Linked DNA regions of Ovis canadensis: region 1 is linked to region 2. A link is a contact called in public Hi-C data. All regions are on one chromosome and are shown on one strand. Each heading gives the region's core, a stretch centred on a gene start, on an enhancer-like site or on the middle of the called end of the contact. The rest is flanking DNA. Distances are from core to core; before and after follow the strand shown. Region 1 holds the start of SMIM15 (small integral membrane protein 15). Region 2 holds the start of LOC138421956.

Region 1 (3,301 bases), core at 217-2,716, 150 kb after region 2:
GAGCGAATTATTGGGGAGGCAGTCATCAGGAAAACTGTCTAACCATGATTAAAATAACACATACACATACTGGTCTCTGGAGTGAAGGATGTTAAAATAAATTCTGACCCTCTCCTGGAATTACTATTTGGGCAAGTTAAAAAAAAAACCACAAAAAACCCCACAAAGTCTTACTGCCAGCAAGTCAAGTTTTCTGTACACACAATCCAATGGCTGAGTCTGCTTTTTCTGGCTACTACAGGTACAGGCTAGGTCCAAGCAGCACAAGCTTTGAAACCATCATCCAAGTTTTCAAACAAGAATGAGTAAGAAAACAACTGCTACTAATACAACATACAAACATTAACATATGCCCAACAAACAGTATTTTAGATCATTAGATTATTTGCCAAAAGTCTGTTCCCTGGTAAATAATGGTTACTGTTGTTATCCCTAAACTAGTTATACATGTCACAGCCTGCTCCTCAAAGAGAACATTCTATAGTCTTTCAAGAATAAAAACCTGCTTTATTTGGCACACACCAGTGAAGAGGTCTTGCAACATTTGAAGAGGTAGTCAAACAGAGCAGCTCAGTGCAAGAGATCACAAAACTTGATCACCAAGCAAACCCGAGTTAATCTCTCAGTTCCTGTAGATTAGAAGACAATGAGAACTCACTCTTTCTGCTTGTTGACTTTTGAATCTCTTTATTTGTGCACTGAAAGAACAAGTACCTCTATGGGAACTCTATGCCCACACAGTTTGGTTATTTTTCAAGTTTACTTTGGGCAAATATCGATCATTCTTTTGTGAAGAGGTTCTTAAATTGAAAACAGCAGAAACTTCTTCACGCAGCATGGCTGCATTTCCCCTTAGAAACAACGTTCAGTGGCTCCACCACGGTCCTGCTGCGCTTGGTCTCCTCGACGTGAGGCTTTAACTATCGTCCAGCCAGAAGAGGAGAGGGTCAAAGAGTGGATGTGACCCAGAGGAACTCGCTAGAATCCTTCAGGAGTCGCTGGGTGTGACCTTCACCTTGACTCTGGGCGGTTTGTGGGGACCAACTCCTTTCTTGGCCGCCGTTCCTTGGTCGGAGTCTCCGGGGGTCACGGACCTCACCCACCAGGGCCTTCCACCCTTGGCCAGGCTCCCGCAGGGGAGCGGCTGTTCGGATGACCTCGGGGGCAAAGGTAGGGGGTCCTCAGCGCTTCCAGACCGGCTCCCAGAGACCGGAGCTCACCCGCGCCTCAGGCAGGAGGCGCAGGCCTCGGGCTTCGGGCCAGACACCAGCCGGGCGCCGCCGCTCACCTCGAGCGGCCTCACCTGCCTCTCCCCGGAAACCCAGGAGCCGCCCCACCCTCCCCGCTTTCCCGGGACCCACGCAGCAATGGCGCAGCCGGAAACTGGCCCCGCGACTTCCTCAGGCCGGATCCGGGCGAGGGCCGGCCTGTGGGCGGGTTGGGAGAGTCGCGGCTTCCGCCTTCCTGCTTCCGGCCTGGAGGTGAGTCGTGAGTTGGGGTCCGGACCCATCGTCCCCGGCGAGGTGAAGGGGAGGCGGTTGGGGGTCGCTGCCGCGCTCTTGCCCCGGTGCTCAGCGGAGGTGGCTGCGGCGCCAGCGGCCCAGGGGGTGGCGGGGACGACCCCTGATTCCCGGGGACCGCCGGCTGTTCGAGCCCCGCCGGGCCCGCGCTCGCCGCGGCGGAGGGTCGGGGAAGCGTGGCGCCAGAGGCGGGCCACCGGGTAGGGCGAGGAAGGGTGAGCGAGGGGAAAACACGAGGAAAGGGAAGTGCGGGTGGCTGTGACGTGCCCTCAGCTTCAGGCGCCGTGCGGGTCTGATCCGAATATCATGCCCGGTGGATCCTTTTCGGAAGGAAGAAGAATAATATTTATTCCTTCAAGTGTGGAGGGCGCTTGCACCTGGGGTCCGAAATTGAGGTGCACGAGAGGTGTGTATCTGGTGGATGGTAACTCCTTTCTCTGTATTAATGTCTAAAACTCTGCCATAACTAGGTCCTTCACTTCCCCCTTCCTCTTTATTGCAAAGTTCTTTTGCAGGTCTCTGACTCTTGCATTAGTTAATTCATTACTGGGCTGGAGAAGCTGAAAAACAGATGGGCATCTGTAGTGTCTAGTCCTCACTGTGTGGGTGGGGGCGTACGAATCGGGGTTGGGGGAAGGCTAGGAACTTTGTCTTCAGGTAAAAATATGAAGGAATTGTGATAGGATATAATTAAAAACCAATCATGGTAGTTTTGTTTAGGTAATGGAATTGTGAGTGACATACTTTGTTTTGCTTATCTCCGATTTTTCTGTAAAGGGCACAAATTACATAGAGACTAGAAAACCTTTTTAAGAGTAAAGCGTTGTTTGATTTTGAAATTAGTAAGGCCCTCTCTTACTCGAAACAAACCTAACCCTGTAAAAATATAAAAAGTTCAGGAACTAGGAATGGATATGCTGCAACAGGTCAGTTAGCTTTTTATGAGTGAGCTTTCTAAATTTATTGTTGAAATAAGTAACTGAGTAAAATATTTGATCCCCAGTAATTAGGAGCTTTTTCCAGGGCATTTTGGTTGTGTAATTATGCCTTAAGATTAGAAAGAAATAGATACTGAATGTATTTAATATGCCAGGCAACTTTACGTTATTTATAGGTTGCATATAGAGAATTTACAGTTTTAACATTTAAAATTGTATTATAATTTATTCCTTAAGGTTGTGACTTTACGGTTTTTCTTTTGTCTATTCTTTTCAACCTAACCAGTATATAGAATTTAAGCCTTCTCTCAGAAGTGTTTTGGTAGAGTTAAAGAAGACGACAGCCAACCAACCGTCATCTGAAATTGTGACTGGCTGATAATCCCAGGACAAAATTAGAGATCACTGCTCAAGCATAAGGTACATGACTTTTTAAATCCCAGCTATTCTAATTCTCTACTTTGAATGGAGATTGACACAAACATGAAAGGTTGAAAAGTCTCTGGGGGCAAAATAGATGATATCACTCAAATCCACAACATCCTGATTTGCAAGATGGCCCTTCTTTACTAACTCACAATGGAACAAAAGGCATGGGACGTGTAATGGTTAATTTTCTCATCTGTTAAGTTTGTTCTCATTTACTATATTATGTCTTCAAAGCTGAAGGAGGGCATAAAATTGCATGTCATCTTTTGCTTTTCTCTCTTTGCATATGAATGGATAATATCATGGTTCCCTTACCTTCTTGTTTCATTTCGGAAACAGCCATCCATTATGTCCCTTTCTCTAGGCATTTCACATACTCCTGACTTTCAGACACCAGATTTGATGATTGTACTT
Region 2 (3,441 bases), core at 390-2,889:
GCGCTCCGGCCGCCGCCGGCCACAGCTCCCCGCGGCTCGCGCGGAGCCCTACCCGGCCCCCTCCCCGGTGCAAACCGAACTCCGCCGGCGGGAGCCCCGGGCACGCCGCGGTCCCCCGGTATGGGGAAGAGCCAGCTGCCACGGGCTCGCACCCTTTGATTCGCGGGCGTCCTCGGGAGGAGAGGTCCCTCAGGAAAGGGGTCCAGCCTGACGCCCGCGCACCCCGAGACGGAGAGGAGCGGAAGGAAGGACATTTAAATCCCGGGGCGGCCGGCGGAGCTCGCCCGGGCCAGCCCAGACGCCGCAGCGACTCTCCCGGCCCCCCGGAACGCCGCGGCCGCCAGCCCGTCGAAGCCCTGAGAGGAGCGGCCGCCGAGTGGCATTAAAATGTATTTCCCTCCCCTCAAATGGAGGGGGCGGGGAGGGGGGTGCAGAGGAGAAAGACCGGCGAGTGACAGGCTAGGGGAGAGACGAGGCAGAGCGCAGAGCGCGGCCCGGCCGCCGGCTCGGCCCCGGCCGGCATTGTCTGTGCGGCCCGCGCCCCCTCCCCCGCCCCGCACGGCCCCACCACAGACACCCTCCGCCGGAGCCCGGCCGGCCACCCGCGCCTTTGTCCACATTCTCCCCCCAACACGGGTCAGCAGCTCTCCAGGACGTGCTCCCCGGGAGAAGGGCGGGGAACGGAGCGGGCCGGGGGCACCCGACACCCACCCGGCGGACCCCGCGGAGGGGCGCGTCCTGCTGATTCATTTCCCACTCACGCTGGCCCGTCCGGGGAGACAGGGGGCGGGGAGGGGCGGAGAGGAAATGGGCGCTTCGTTCAGAAGGACTGTCCCGGCCAGTGAGGGCATCGGGCGGGGTGCGGGCGCGCGCTGCGCTGAGGGGCTGCCCAGAGGGGAGGGGGCTGGCGTCCCCCCCCCCCCAGGGACTGACGGACGGAGAGACGACCCCGCGACTGCCCCGTGACTCACCGACTTGCAGGACGTTGTCTACGCAGCCGCTCTCCAGCAGCGCGATGCCCCGGCGGAAGGGCAGCCGTGTCTCATCGCCGCCGTCCGCCGGCCCGGCGGCCCCCACCGACGGGGCCCCGGCCCCGGAGGCGGCGGCAGCGGCGGCGGCGGCGGCGGCAGCGGCGGCGGCGGCCGAGGTGGCGGCCGGCGAGGACGAGGAGCCGCCGCCGCCCGCGCCGCCCGCGCCGCCGCCCGCGCCGCCGGGGCCGCCGCTGTCGTCGCCGGGGCCGCCCGCGGCGCCGCCGCCGGTGTTGAAGGACGAGTACATGCAGATCTCCCGCTCGCTGCGGGGGAAGGACCAGTAGACGATGCGGCGCTGCACCGGCTCCGGGATGCGCTCGAAGCGCTCCTCCACGCGCTGGAACGGCCACTTCTCAGCCACCTTGCGCGCCGCGATGTCCAGCAGCGACTCGGGGCTCTGGGTCTTGCCCGGCGGCAGCAGCCCCAGTGCCGCGCCGCCTCCGCACGCCGCTGCCGCCGCGCCGCCCGCCCGCGGGCCCGGCCGACAGGCAGAGCTATAACCGCCACCCGCTCCTCCGCCGCCGCTGCTGGCCCCGCCGCCGCCGCCGCCGCCGCCCGGCCGGCAGCAGAGCCGTTTCGCGGGAGGAGGCTGCTGTCCGCGCTCCGCCATGACCGCGCCGCTTCTAACCCGACAGCGGAAGTGCCGGGACCCTATAAACGGCACAAGGAAGCGCGACACGCACACGCCGCCGCGACGCCACGCTGCCATCTAGGGCCCGCCGCTCCTTGTACGGGCACAAGAGGTGGGGCCTTCGCCGTGACGTCGCGGCCGAGGCGGGGCACCGATAGGGGGACCTAGGGCCAAGGGCGGGGCCTATGCAAATCGCTGAGCTGAAACATAAATAGAGCACTCGGCGGACACGGGGGTAGCGGGGGCGGTGGGGTTGGGTGCCCGACGGGCTGTGAGAATGTCAGGCTGCTGTGACGCGGGGGGCGGGGCTCAGGCGGGGTTCCCGGGGGAGGGGGCGGGCTGCCAGGCATGGCCTAGGGTGCATGGGTCTCCGCGCCCCCTGCCTGCTCAACTTCCCCCTCCAATTCCCTGCTTCCCTTTGATGTCCCGCAAGTGTGGACGCGCCTCGTGGGTCGCTGCGGGGAGGGAAGAGTAGATGGGAGGTGAGCACGGGAAAGGGGTCCGGGTAAGTGGGGGGCGGGACCCTGAGTTGAGGCCCCACCCCCACCCCCGCCAGAGCCGGCCCGCCGGGGGAAAAGCCTCTGGGCGGAGGAGGCGCTTTCAAAACAAAGAAATGCGGCGTGGAACCCGGGGGACTGGGGTGGTGAGGAAGGCGGAGGAGGTGCGGCTGAGGCCGCCTGCTTCCCCTCCAGTCAGCCCAGAGGAACTCCCCCCACCCCCAGCCCGGGCTGCGGCGCCGGAGAAGAGGGAGGAGGCTGCGGTAGTCGGCTGTTTTCCATTTCACTTTTGCAGACCAAGGCGGAGAAGAGCACCAGCTCCGCTGCTCCTCTTGTCTGCAGCACGCTCTACCCCGAGCGAGTCTCAGCTTCCGCTCAGTCTCGGCTTCCAAGCTTGCCAAAGTGTCCGAAAACGCGCAGAGCGCTCGGAACCTGTCCCGCAGCTGTGCGACGCGCGTCTCGAGCTGGCCGCAGCCGCCCCGCCCTCGTGCGCCTCAGCCCCGCGGGCGGGGATGCCGGCTCCACGGCCTCTCTACCGGGACCCCGCTCCAGGCCCGGGCGTGCTCCGGCTCGAGGTGGAAGGCACACCCGGGTAGTGGATTTAGCAAACACACCTTTGTGAGTACACACGACACGGGCGCGCGCGCACACACCCTACAGGCGCGCGCGCACAGTCCAGCCGGCTGCAGACGGCGCGCCCCGGCCGCTCGGCGGCGGATGGTGGCTGGGAGCGCACTCGGTGCACCTTTGAGTCCACGGCCAGCCTCGACCCCGGGCTGCGGGGAGCCCTGGCGCTCGGGACGCACGCCGGGCTCTCTGCCGCCGTGGCGGCGCCCGACCGCCCCATCCTCCTGGGGTAAGGCTGCGTGGGGGCGGGCGGGCGCAGAGCGCAGCTTGCTGGGGCCGGGGCGCCGGCGAAGGCAAAGAAGCGAGTCCCCTGTGAGCCAGGAACGCTGCAGACATTGTTCTTCGTACTCTCCAGGACTCGGTCGAATGTGGATCCAAAACACAGCCTTAATTACCACGTTAGAGACATCCCTACTCTTTGCCCTGCCTTCTGTTTTTCCTGTAAACCGTGTCACTGATACTGTGGCTATTTTAGAAGATAAACCGTATCTCCTTTGACACGTTCGCATCTTTTAAGGTTATTGGCTGATACCCACATGCCTGCCTTGTTGGATTTAAAAAGAGAAGAGCGCTCCCGAGTTTTCAAGAAAATCGCCCACTCAGGGCCGAGGCCCGGGAAACCTCGAGCTCCATCCATCCAGGTCTTGGCTCTTCC

The links. Hi-C and Micro-C count contacts between places; a contact is called where the count stands out from the background.
Region 1: a contact with region 2 is called in a Hi-C map of fibroblasts, with 3 times the contacts expected there. The contact joins the promoter of SMIM15 here to the promoter of LOC138421956 in region 2. A contact is called at or near these places in 2 of 2 Hi-C or Micro-C datasets (fibroblasts and lung).

Annotation. Positions count from the first base shown.
Region 1 is chr16:31,220,400-31,223,700 of ARS-UI_OviCan_v2, forward strand. SMIM15 (small integral membrane protein 15) reads left to right here and starts at 1,467. Exons shown (of 3, transcript XM_069556473.1): 1 at 1,467-1,926; 2 at 2,745-2,878.
Region 2 is chr16:31,067,474-31,070,914 of ARS-UI_OviCan_v2, forward strand. LOC138421956 reads left to right here and starts at 1,640. Exons shown (of 6, transcript XM_069556460.1): 1 at 1,640-1,732; 2 at 2,197-2,777. The coding sequence starts at 1,640. ZSWIM6 (zinc finger SWIM-type containing 6) reads right to left here and starts at 1,659. Exons shown (of 14, transcript XM_069556467.1): 1 at 972-1,659. The coding sequence starts at 1,641.